Linked DNA regions of Mus musculus: region 1 is linked to region 2. A link is a contact called in public capture Hi-C data. All regions are on one chromosome and are shown on one strand. The core of a region is the stretch at or near the end of the contact, and the rest is flanking DNA. Distances in the headings are between cores, read along the strand shown.

Region 1 (5,809 bases), core at 1,361-3,860, 460 kb before region 2:
GTATGTGTGAGTATAGTGTGTGTGACTGTGTGTGAGTGTGGTATGTGTGTATGAGTGTGGTGTGTATGACTGTATGTGTGAGTATGTTGTGTGTGATTGTGTGTGTGACTGTGTGACTGTGTGAGTATATGAGTGTGAGTGTATGAGTGTGTAGGTGTGAGTATGCTTGTATGTGTGACTGTGTGTGTATGTATGTGTATGTGTGTGTCTGCATGCACATATAAATATACCCAAGAAAGTATTAACCAGGTAGAAATCCTGAAGAAAGCAAGAACATGCCCCTGTGTTCTCTTCTCCAATGACCCCTTTAAGTACACAACAAACAATTCAAAGCTCACTTCCCTTTTATGCTTCCAGTTCATGGATTCACTCCAGTTAACTACAATGATTTTCAAACACCTGCCCTCACGGACGCTCCCCTCTCACAGTGCACCCTGGTCCATCTCTCTCTGGGCCACTGAGCTGACAGTCATCTGGAGGAAAGCATGGGAGCAGGACCATGGATGTTAGCAGGGGGAGGCTTCATCAGGTTGAAGAGGAACCTGGGATGGGCCACAGAGAGCTGGGGCAGGTAAGAGATGTGACAGAGGGGGTGGGGCAGGCCTTCTCCCCAGCAGAGGAGTTCCATGTTGGGAAGAGACAAACCTAGAAAGAGAGAAGCGAATAAACTCAGAGTCTTCATTGATTCTGGGTCTCGGGCTATTTATTGACGAAAGGGAAGATACAGTCAAGAAGGGCTTAATGCTTGCTTCCCCAGGTATCTGCTTCTGCTGGAGGCTGACGAAGGCAGGAGATAGAACATGAGGGTGGGACAGAGCCAAGCTCCTGAAGTGGCACACAGGCTGGGTCTGGAGCCTTTCCTTTCTCCTCCTTCCCCCATGCATATGTAGATTCCTGTGTGTGCATATATAGGTTCCTGTGTGTGCATATATAGGTTCCTGTGTGTGCATATATGTAGGTTCCTGTGTGTGCATATATGTAGGTTCCTGTGTGTGCATATATGTAGGTTCCTGTGTGTGCATATATGTTGGTTCCTGTGTGTGCATATATGTAGGTTCCTGTGTGTGCATATATAGGTTCCTGTGTGTGCATATATGTAGACGAGTGGATGCATTTGCACACATGCGAGCTTGTGGAAACCAAATGTCAACAATGGATGTCTTCTTCCTCAATTACTTTCCTCCTTATTTTTTGAGACAGGGTTCCTCACTGAGCCTAGAGCTCACCAGTTTGGCTAGACAGATCCAGGGAAGGCTGGGATTACAGGCACACATCGCTGAACCAGCTTTTATGTGGATACTGGTGACTAAACATGGGGGCTTTGTTTCTGGGAGCTCTTGGTAATGGCTAGCCAGTCAACAGAGCCATGGGTCAGCCCAGGGTACGACTCATCTGCAGCCCCATGACTCAGTAAGAACCGTTGTGATCCAGAGCTGCCACCTAGCAAATATTCAAGAAAAGACTTCGAAGTGATGGCAGTAAACGTGTGAGGGAAATAAGGCCAGCGAGAGAAATATATTTTCAACACTAAGATGGCAATTCAATCCCAACACTGGCAAAGAGTTTTAAGTCTGTCCAGAATTGAGCGTGTGTTGGTTTTGTTAGGGTAGCAGGGACACACAGCTCAGTGGGCCTGCTGGCAGCCTGAGAAATCTCCTTCCCCCTTAGGGACACCACAAAGATAGAGCCAGATCTTTCCTTTTTTTTTTTTTTTTTTTTTTTTTATTTATTTATTATATGTAAGTACACTGTAGCTGTCTTCAGACACTCCAGAAGAGGGCGTCAGATCTTGTTACAGATGGTTGTGAGCCACCATGTGGTTGCTGGGATTTGAACTCCGGACCTTCGGAAGAGCAGTCGGGTGCTCTTACCCACTGAGCCATCTCACCAGCCCCAGATCTTTCCTTTTACCACAGAAAAGTATTTGAGGACAAGCCAACAGGGAGAAGCCAACAGGGAGCAAAGCCAGTTGATTGAGCAGAGTTAAAGACCAGCCTGTGCCTTAGATTTAAGGGCACAGCAAAGCTCCACGCCATGGGTGTGTGCTTCTCAACAGATCTCTCAAGATATGTGTCTTTAAAGGGGCCTTATAGGGCTGGTGAGATGGCTCAGTGGGTAAGAGCACCCGACTGCTCTTCTGAAGGTCCAGAGTTCAAATCCCAGCAACCACATGGTGGCTCACAACCATCCCTAACAAAATCTGACTCACTCTTCTGCTGTGTCTGAAGACAGCTACAGTGTACTTACATATAATAATAAATAAATCTTTAAAAAAAAAGGGGGCCTTATAAGCCAGCAGTGGTGTTATACACCTTTAATCCCAGCATGTGGGAGGCAGAAGCAGGCAGATTTCTGAGTTCAAGGCCAGCCTGGTCTACAGAGTGATTTCCAGGACAGCCAGGGCTACAACAGAGAAACCCTGTCTGGAAACAACAAACAAACAAACAAACAAACAACAACAAAAGCAACATTTAAATATATGAGGTAGCTTACTTATTTTATCTTAAAGAATTACTTTTGGAGAGCTGGTGTGCTGGCTCAGAGGTTTAGAGCACCCACTCACTGCCTTTGCACTTTAACCTCCCCAAGGTGGCTTAATATTGTCAACTTCAGGTGATTCAATGCTCTTGTCTGGCCTTTTGGGGCATCTACATGAAAATGCTTACACACCCCACCCCACCCCCCACACACTAATTTCTTTGGAAACGGAATTATAAAGAAGTTTTCTGTAGCGCATTGTTTAGGTTTGGAGAAGAGAGGCACCCTGGTGTGTTAAAATGAAGGCTGTAAACTTTGTGGCCCTTAGTAGGCATAGTTTATTTTTTAAACTGAACAGTTTTTAAAATTGTACTTGTTGCTGTGTGTGCTGGGTGTGGGTGTAGATACATCATTGTTCTGGTTTGACAGTCAGAGGGCAACTTTGTGGTCCTCCTTTCTTTTTCTCCTCCTCCTCTTTTTTTTTTTTTTTTGGATAGGGTTTCTCTGTGTAGCCCTGGCTGTCCTGGAACTCACTCTGTAGACCAGGCTGGCCTTGAACTCAGAAATCTGCCAGCCTCTGCCTCCCAACTGCTGGGATTAAAGGCGTGTGCCATCGCTGCCCGGCTCCTCCTCCTCCTTCTTCTTAAAAGTATATATTGGTGTTCTGCCTGCCTGAAAGTCTGTATGAGGTTGTCAGATCTTTTTTGAAGTTACAGACAGCTGTGAGCTGCCATGTCCGTGCTGGAAACTGAACCCGGGTTCTCTGGACGAGCAGTCTGTGCTCTATAACCACCGAATCATCACTCCAGCCCCTATTCGTTATTTTTAGCATCCGTGGTTGAGAAGTCTTTGGGCTTCTCTCTATAGGTAATTTTGGGTTTATCAGTTATGGTGAAGTTTCTTTTCTCATTTAAAAATTACATTTATTGATTTATTAATTTATGCATATGTGCATATGTGCCACAGCATTCACGTGAAGGTCAGAGTGTACTTTGTGGGAGCCAATCCTCTCCCTGACCCTCTGTGGGACCCTGAGATCAAACTCAGGCCTTCAGACTTGGAGGCCAGCATCTTTACCTGCTGAGCCATCTTGAAGATACAAGTTGATACAATTTCTTGATTTTCAACAGGAAAGGCAAACTTGTTCCCCGGGGCTTCTTCTCTCCTCCTGTCCCTCTTATTTATTTTTTCTATCTTTCTGCCCTACCTCAATCCCACAAGGAGTTCTTAATTCAATGGGGGAAATGCTTGTGGAGCAGGCTGTGGGCAGAGAAGGGAGGCGAGATGCACCAGCCCAGTCCACCATTACTGGGGAATCCACTCCAAACATGGAAGGCAGTCGGGCAGGCAGAGCTGTTCCTCAGGACTGAGAAAGGGCTCCCATTCTGTCTTTATAGATTGCGACTTCCTGGCACTGGGTCTGGAACACTTGAGTCCTGTTCCCTGTGTGGTGTTCTCTATCCTCTGAGAGAGGTGAGGAACCCCAGAAAGGAGAGGGCGGGATGATGGTTGTGTTGTATATTTTGGCAATGTCACAGTCTCAGGGATGGAGAGATTCATCTGGCTCTCCCTTCACCAGCCATTTCTACAGCAGCGGCAGCAGGAGGGGGCCAAGCGGCATGTTAATTCTTGCTGGAACACAACCAGGCTGACAGTTCCCCCGCTCTAGGCCTGATGGGTGAATCCAGGCATCTTGGCGCTCTGCTGACATCATGGAAAATCTTAGCTGCATGGCCGCAGAGCACACACTTGCCAATTAGCAGGGAAGCCCACAGAGGAAAGAGGTATGAGGTTTCGAATTATCCCTGCGGGAGACAAAGGGCCATTGCCTGATGCCTGAGAGAGGCTGTTCTGTGCACAGCTTGGGCAGCCCACATCTACTGTGGCACCAGGCCAGACATCATCCCTTCAGACAGGAGGAGGTGGGGGCAGGGAGCGGCCTTTGTTTGTCTCAGGCACCTGTGCCCAGTGGAGCTACCTGGATGGGAGGGAGGGGAGGAGGGATGACAGAGGCGGGGAACTTGCAGGAGAGTGGAAATGACAAATGTCTCCCACTGGGAACCCTGTGAGCTGTCCTGCAGGATCATCCATCTCCCTGCCGGTGATTTGCATTCCGACAGGGTGGGAGGTACTCCTGCCCACTGCTCCCCCATCCCACTGCTCCAGTTCCCACTCCAGCCCAATTCAGAATGAGGTGCTAGCCCAGGTGACCCCTGGAGTATTCCCTAAAGCCTTTACGGGACTCCCCAAGGGGCACTACTGAAAGTCTTTACCTCTCCAGAAAGCTTCTGGTAAAAGCCCAAAGCTTCGCCTGGCGCCTGGCGTGGCGTCTCTTGCATTACAATTTCAGCACTGGGGAGGCTGGGGAGAGAGGATCGCTGAGTTTGTGGCCTGTCCACATAGTGAGTTCCAGGGCAGCCTGACTTATATCTGGAGACCTTTTTCTTAAATCAAACTAAAGAGGCCAAAGCTTGTCAAGGTGACTCAGTGGGTGAAGCCAGAGGACCAAAGTCAGGAGAGAGAGAGAGAGAGAGAGAGAGAGAGAGAGAGAGAGAGAGAGAGAGAGAGAGAATGTAAAAGCACAAAAGGCATGCAAAACCCCCTCCCGTAGGAGGGGTGGGATGGGGCTTGGGGAAGGGGTTCAGGATAACGACACGGTGGGAAGCCATCCATTTGATTGTATCAAGAAGCCTTTGTCTTAGAGGGAGTGTATGGAAGCTGAAGACTTAGTATCATAACTGGCTTTCCTGGGCAGGCACAGCGTGCATGCTGCTTGCTGGCAAGCCTTGCCCACGCATCAGGTAGCCCTGCAGGCTCCCAGCTCAGGAAGCCCACTGGCACTGCACCTCCCTGTTTCTTACCCTGGGAGGTAGCACCTGCAGTCTGGAGCCCTGGGGCTGGGGGAGGGGTTGTGGGGGGAGGAGTAGTGAGGGGAGGGATCATGACACGATGTGCATTCTGCAGAGGGAAGAGCCAGGTGCTGATGCCGGGCAGAGCAGCCTGCTGTCTACTGTTTCTGCTTCCTGGTGACTTCATCTTTCCACAGGCCGGGCACATGCCTGGAGACATCAGATGCTCCAATTTGCAGGATCAGTCAGAGGCATGTTTCCCATGACAGGAGCCCTGGGTTGAGGCCTGTTCCTTTAGAGGGGAGGCCTGTGGGGGGCAGATCTAAGAACTGGTAACCTGTGCAAGGATATCAGGAAGGCTAGGCTCAGCAGGCTGGGTGCTCCGGGAAGAAGGGGCTGCACAGGGGTCCATCTGCCGCTGGGAGATCAGCTGATCTTTCCCATTGCTCGACCCCTTGCAGGTTGCCCTGTGTAGGGCAGAG
Region 2 (5,658 bases), core at 214-2,713:
CAAGCCCAGCTCAGCTCACAGGCCAGTGTCAGCCCGGTCCCCAGCCTGCCCCCTCCCCCGACCTTGCTGAGGTGACCTCATCCAGGCCGCAGTGAGACAGAAACCCAGATCACCTGCCACACCCAGCGCCTGTCCTCTCTTCTCTTCCACCCCAGTACCACCATCTTAGAATCTAGCACCTTCACAAGTGCCTCTGTGGAGGGGGGGGCTGGGGGCGGTACGGGTGGTGGTGACCATCCTCCTGTCTCCTCCTTGGCACAGAGTCTGGCTCAGGGTCACAGTGCAGTGAAGCCTAGCTGCTATCTCTGGCCTGTGAGCTCCCTGCTCTCGGGGAAACTTGAGTCCAGTGGGGAAAGTTACTGAGGCCATTCTAGGAAGTTCCAGGCAGGCCGTGTTTCTTTAAACCAGGTTGTTAGGAAGGGGTGGCAATGCAAAGAGCGGGGGTAAGAGTACTGCAGGCAGAGAGGGTGGGTGCAAAGGCCCTGGGGCAGGGAGCAGGATGCACAGGCGCACACACTCACAATACCTTTCTCTTATTAATAAAAATGGATGAGAAGTGTGTGAGAGCTCATTTGCTTCTTGCAGTGATGGCTACATTTGCTACCAGTCATGAAACTAGAAGGCTGGGGAACAGGTTTCAGAGCCCACCCTGACAGCCAAGACAGGTTGCCTAGCAGAGGGGGGAATGTCTCCTTTTGGAAGAGTGCCAGGCAATACCGGGATAAACGATGTTCGAAAGTTGGACCCTGCGGTTCTAGCACTTAGAAGTCTGAGGGAGATGGAGCATGAATTTGCAGGCCGGCTGAGTTATGTAAAGAGCAGAGGTTGGTTAGAAAGCTCAGCCGGCGAGAGCACGCAGTTACAGAAGATGGAGCTCTGATTCCCAGTACCCACAGCTGCACCTTACCACCGCCTGTGACTGCAGCTCCGGGGTCTAGTGTCGCCTCCTGGATCCTGAGGACACTGCACACGTGTGTACACACACACATGCACACAGGCATACACTCATGAATAACTAATAAATCTTTAAAAAACAATAACGTCAGAGCATGGTGACATTCACACCTTTAATTCTAGCACTGGGAGGCAGAGGCAGGAGGATCTGTGTGAGTTCAAAGCCAGCCAGGGCCACTTAGTGAGACCTATCTCCAAGCAAATAGTTAAAATAAATTTAGGAAGACAATAAAAGCTGCAACCTGAGTAATTCGCTCAAGCAGCCCTGCCCACTCGGGAGGCCACGCCCACTCTGGGAAGTCACGCCCACAGGGGAATCCCACCCGAATCCCTTTCCCCTAAACCTTACTACGGTCTGAATACAAAGTATCGCCAGGATCTCCTCTGTTTGGACACATGGTCCCCGGCTGGAAGTGCTGTTTTAGGGACTATGGAACCTTTGAGACCTAGAGCCCAGCTGGAAGACATGGGCCTTGAGGGGTACAGACCGAGCCTGCTTCCTCCCAGCGCGCACTGTGCTTCCTGCGCACTGTGCTTCCTGCTTACGAAGATGTCTACAAGCGGGACTGTGAGCTCCTACTGCCACGAGAAAGAGCCACTTCAGCAGCAATGCCTTCCCAAATCCTGAGTAACTGAAACTCCTCGCAACCATGTGCTGTGAGAATCTTGACTTCTCTAAAAACACAGCAAATGTTACAGGAATATGTTTTTGTTTCAATCCCAGGTGTGGAATCTGGGGCTGCCTCAGATTGTCCACAGCAGCTAACTATGATTTATCGCGGGCTCTGGCAGGGGCGTGATTCTTCCTGCTGAAGATAGTGTGTATGGAATTCTGGGGACTCTTGAGACGGTATAAAAATGCCAGAACCGCCCGGAGAGAGGCTGCAGCAGCTGCTCCGGCTGCTTGGAGGTATCCTGATTGCAAAGATTGGATTTGCTCCAAGGAACTCAGCGCCCCTAGTCAGCAGGAAGTAGTCTAACGGGATCGATGCCCCGTCCGCCCCCACCCCCACCCCAGCCTTCTTTCTTTCCTACCTAGTGTTGGAGGTTGGAAGGAATAGGATGGAGAAGAGCAGTAGGGGAAAAAGCCAATAAAGTAACCAAAAGTACAGATAGGACCATGAACCAAGACAAGCCTTCTTCCCTCTGCAGCTTCCGACAACTGCCAGCGGAGCGGAGCATTAGCATCCTCAGTCTTAATGCTTGTGCTTCAGTGTACACGTTTTTCTCAGGGAATTCTAATTTTGTTTCATTTAAAAAAAAAAAAAAAAGAGTGCTGTGGCTGAGTTGGAAGCTTCCTTAGCTGGGATGCGTGAGGCCCTGGGTTTTCTTCCCAGTGTTACATAAACTGGGCATGGTGGCACATGCCTGCTGAAGGCAGGAGGATCAGAGGGCCTAGGTCTTCCTCAGCTATCCAGTGAAGGTCCAAGCCAGCCTGGGCTATGTGAGAGCGTGTCATTAAAAAAAAAAGTGGAAGAGGAGAAAGGGGAGGAAAGGTGGGAGAGGGGAGGGAGGTGGGAGGGGGAGGGGGAGGGGGATGGGAGAGGAAAGGAATTGGGCACTCTGCAGCCCCTGCATGAAAGAGTTGGTTCAAGCAATAACTCCTCACAGACTGCAGGAAACCAGATGTCACCAGTGCCCAAGTGCCACCCCCAGATTACCAGGGGGTCACCAACAGAACATTAGCAATGGAGAAGACTAGCTCTTACCCCAGCCTTCTGATGTCTATGAGCCAGGCTGGCCCAAAAGTTGAGTGTGAATCTGATGAGACCTGTCTTGGCACCAGCATGCACCAAACAGGCCTTGGGAAACACAAAATGCCAGCTGGAAGCCTGGTACCCCAGGCCTCTGGCCCGGGCTCTCCTACCGTCAGGGCCTTTGTCTTAGTCCGTTTCCTGTTGCTACACAATACTCACGGCCGGGTCTTTCAGGAAAAGATCGGGCTTGTGAGATGGCTCATCAGGTAAGCTCACTCCTGCTCCCACCGCCGGATGGCTCAGTCCTGTGCACAGGGAAGCCATGCAAACAGAAGCTGCATGTGGTGGTGCGAATCTGGAACCCAGCAGCCTACAGTGAGAACTGCCCTGAAGATGGAGGGCCAGTTAGCATGGCAGAAATAAGCAATCCTGCCTCAACAAGGTGGAAGGAGAGAGCCAAGTGTCCTCTTAACCCAACACACGTGCTGTGACACTCAGCACCCCACCCCATCTCATAAGACTAAGAAATAAAACTTATCTAAAGAGAATTATCTGAGTGATGATGCAGACAGCATTGTGTGGACATGATGCCATGAGCCCTGAACCCGGACATGCTGCCATGAGCCCTGAACCCGGACGCCTCCCAGATGGCAGAGAGACAGGAGCCAGTCCCTGTGAGCGGCCTAGTAAAGACTGATTGAACCACAGCAATGCCCCTGCAGGTGTATTTTGGGGGTGACTTTATCAGGTTCTTTTACCTACCACTCCTCCAACCCTTATTCCACCCTAGCCCCTTCCAACGCCCAACACTGAGTAGGAGAGAGAGAAGGTTAGAGAGGAAAGGGAACCGAGGCCTCCTTAGACTACTTCCTGCTAATTAGGGGCATCAAGGATTTGAAAATTATTTTTACAAAGTTCCTTGGGGCAAGTCCAATCTTCCGTTGTCAGAAGAGCTCTAAGTAGCAATCCAGCAAACACAGTGGCAGGGGTCAGCAGCTGTCTCAGACCCTCTTGGGGTCCCCCCCCCATTTATACCCTCTCCAGAGTCCCAAAGGTAAACTATCTGCAGCTGGCAAAAATCACACCCCTCCTAGAGTATGAGACAATCATAATTCCCATATCCCACACCTGGGATTAAAAAAAACATAACATAACATAACTGGGTTTTTAAGGAAACCAAAATTAGTGTTACCCCCCCCATGACCTGACCCTTATAGGTACCCCTTTGTAAAGTTACATCACCCCAATTCTGCCAAGGACCCGGCTTCTATCACATGGTCCTTGTGAGACACCACTACACTGGGGACCAAGTTTCTAGCACACAGGTCACTGGGGAACACGCTGCAAACATATCCAAACCATAGCACATTCTAGACTAAAGGTGACATGAGAGTTGCATTTACGACAGGCCATGCACAGCCCTCAGCTGCTTCCTGCAGGCTGAGCAGGCCGTAGAAAGAGGAGGAAGGTCTGGTACAGACAGTGTCTAAGCAGCACACACGAGTCTAGACAGTAGCGTGAATTCTAAGTGAGAAATGTCAGTTTCCAGTTTCTGTAACCCTGGGCGGTATTTTTCAATAAGAAAACAATAAATCTGTTTTTATTTTTTTGAGACAGGCTCTCACAGAGCCCAGAGTGTCCTTGAATTCTCACAAGGTAACTGAGAGTAGACCTGAATGCCTGATCCCCCTGCCTCCACCTCCTATGTACTAGAATCACGGGTATGTGCCACCACACATGCTTAAAATGTCATTAAAAAAAAAGTCTAAAAATATTTAGGGAAAAATGTCAAGAAAGTGATACCTAATGTTTAATTAAAGGAAAAAAAAAAAAACCAGCAAAATGTTAGCAACTGTTAAGTGTAGCTGACAGCCAAAGGCATTGGATCACCAGCCTCTATAATTTCTGTGTGGAGTTTTATGTAACAGAGTTGTTTAACTAATGTATCCCCTTTCCTCAAGGAGGGGAGAGATGCTTGTTGTATTTTTATTTTTTAGTGCACATTGTATTTATTTTCTGCCCATGTCATGAATGGTTTATGGAGGTCTAAGGACAACTGGCCCAGAGGAATCAGTTCTCTCCCTCGGCCACGAGGGTCCCGGGTACTGAATTCATGAAGTCTTAGCAGCCAACACCTTTGCCCACAGAGCCATCGTGTCAGCCCCCACCCCCTGCCTCATTCTTTTTTTTTTTTTAAGTTAGTAAAGTCTCCATAGTGCATAATAGGTTGCTTCTCTTTGGGTCTGGTAGCCAAGCAGGGCCTCACAGGGCCAGCCTGTAATGGCGGCATGATGCACATTTGTTCTCTTATGCATCCAAAGAAGTGCAAAGTCAGTGCCAGGGACAGCGGGTCTGGGTGGGCAGCGGGTCTGAATGGACATTGGGTCTGGGTGAACAGCAAGTCTGAGTGAATGCCATTTCATCGATGTTCCCAATGCCAGGGCTCCTTTGGAACCACCATGACCTCCTCAGTCTAAAACACAGAGCCCAGGAGGGAGACCTACCATGTCCTTATGAGGAAAACAGAATCCCGATCTGAAGCACAGCTGATATTTAGGTCTGACCATTCTCTGTCATGGCGGCCTATCAACCATCTTGGAGCCATTCAGCGGCCTCCTTAGCCCCATCCTACTTTGGAAACAGTATCCTACCCGCCCCCCCCGCCCCCACCCCCACTGTGACAGGCCTGTCTCCAGGGGAAAGAGCCACAAGTGCTCAGCACAGCTCATGAAAGAGGGGCATGGCAGGCCAGGGAAGGGATGCACAGATGGTTCACCTGCCGAGAGCTCTGACTGCTCTTCTTGAGGATCTGAGCTCCTCTTCCAGCACCCACGTTGTGGCTCAGAACCCTTTGTAACCCCAGCTGCAGGGGATCTGACGCCCTCTTCTGGCCGCTGAGAGCACCTACACTCACATGTGCACATACACACATGATTAAAAGTAAAATCAATCTGAAAAGAGGGCACGGGAATCTGTTTGGGGTTGTGGGTTGGATTCCTGGGAGTAT

What was found. Capture Hi-C pulls out chosen DNA fragments and counts their contacts.
Region 1: a contact with region 2 is called in a capture Hi-C map of embryonic stem cells, with 2.2 times the contacts expected there. The contact joins two enhancer-like sites. A contact is called at or near these places in 2 of 115 datasets of contacts at active chromatin or transcription factors (bone marrow-derived macrophages and pancreatic cancer cells) and 1 of 9 other capture datasets (embryonic stem cells).

The regions. Positions count from the first base shown.
Region 1 is chr11:117,626,927-117,632,735 of GRCm38.p6, reverse strand. Gm35170 (a long non-coding RNA gene) reads left to right here. Exons shown (of 4, transcript XR_003949818.1): 2 at 3,876-3,951; 3 at 4,058-4,262. Among named protein-coding and RNA genes, the nearest start is that of Gm35170, 9.9 kb to the left of the region's middle. Within about 2 kb of position 2,610, at least 4 of the 459 cell types and tissues checked have an H3K27ac peak or open chromatin away from gene starts, as enhancers often do. A contact at or near this core is called in embryonic stem cells, where this site is marked.
Region 2 is chr11:117,170,851-117,176,508 of GRCm38.p6, reverse strand. No RefSeq gene overlaps it. Among named protein-coding and RNA genes, the nearest start is that of Sec14l1, 59 kb to the right of the region's middle. Within about 2 kb of position 1,463, at least 107 of the 459 cell types and tissues checked have an H3K27ac peak or open chromatin away from gene starts, as enhancers often do. A contact at or near this core is called in embryonic stem cells, where this site is marked.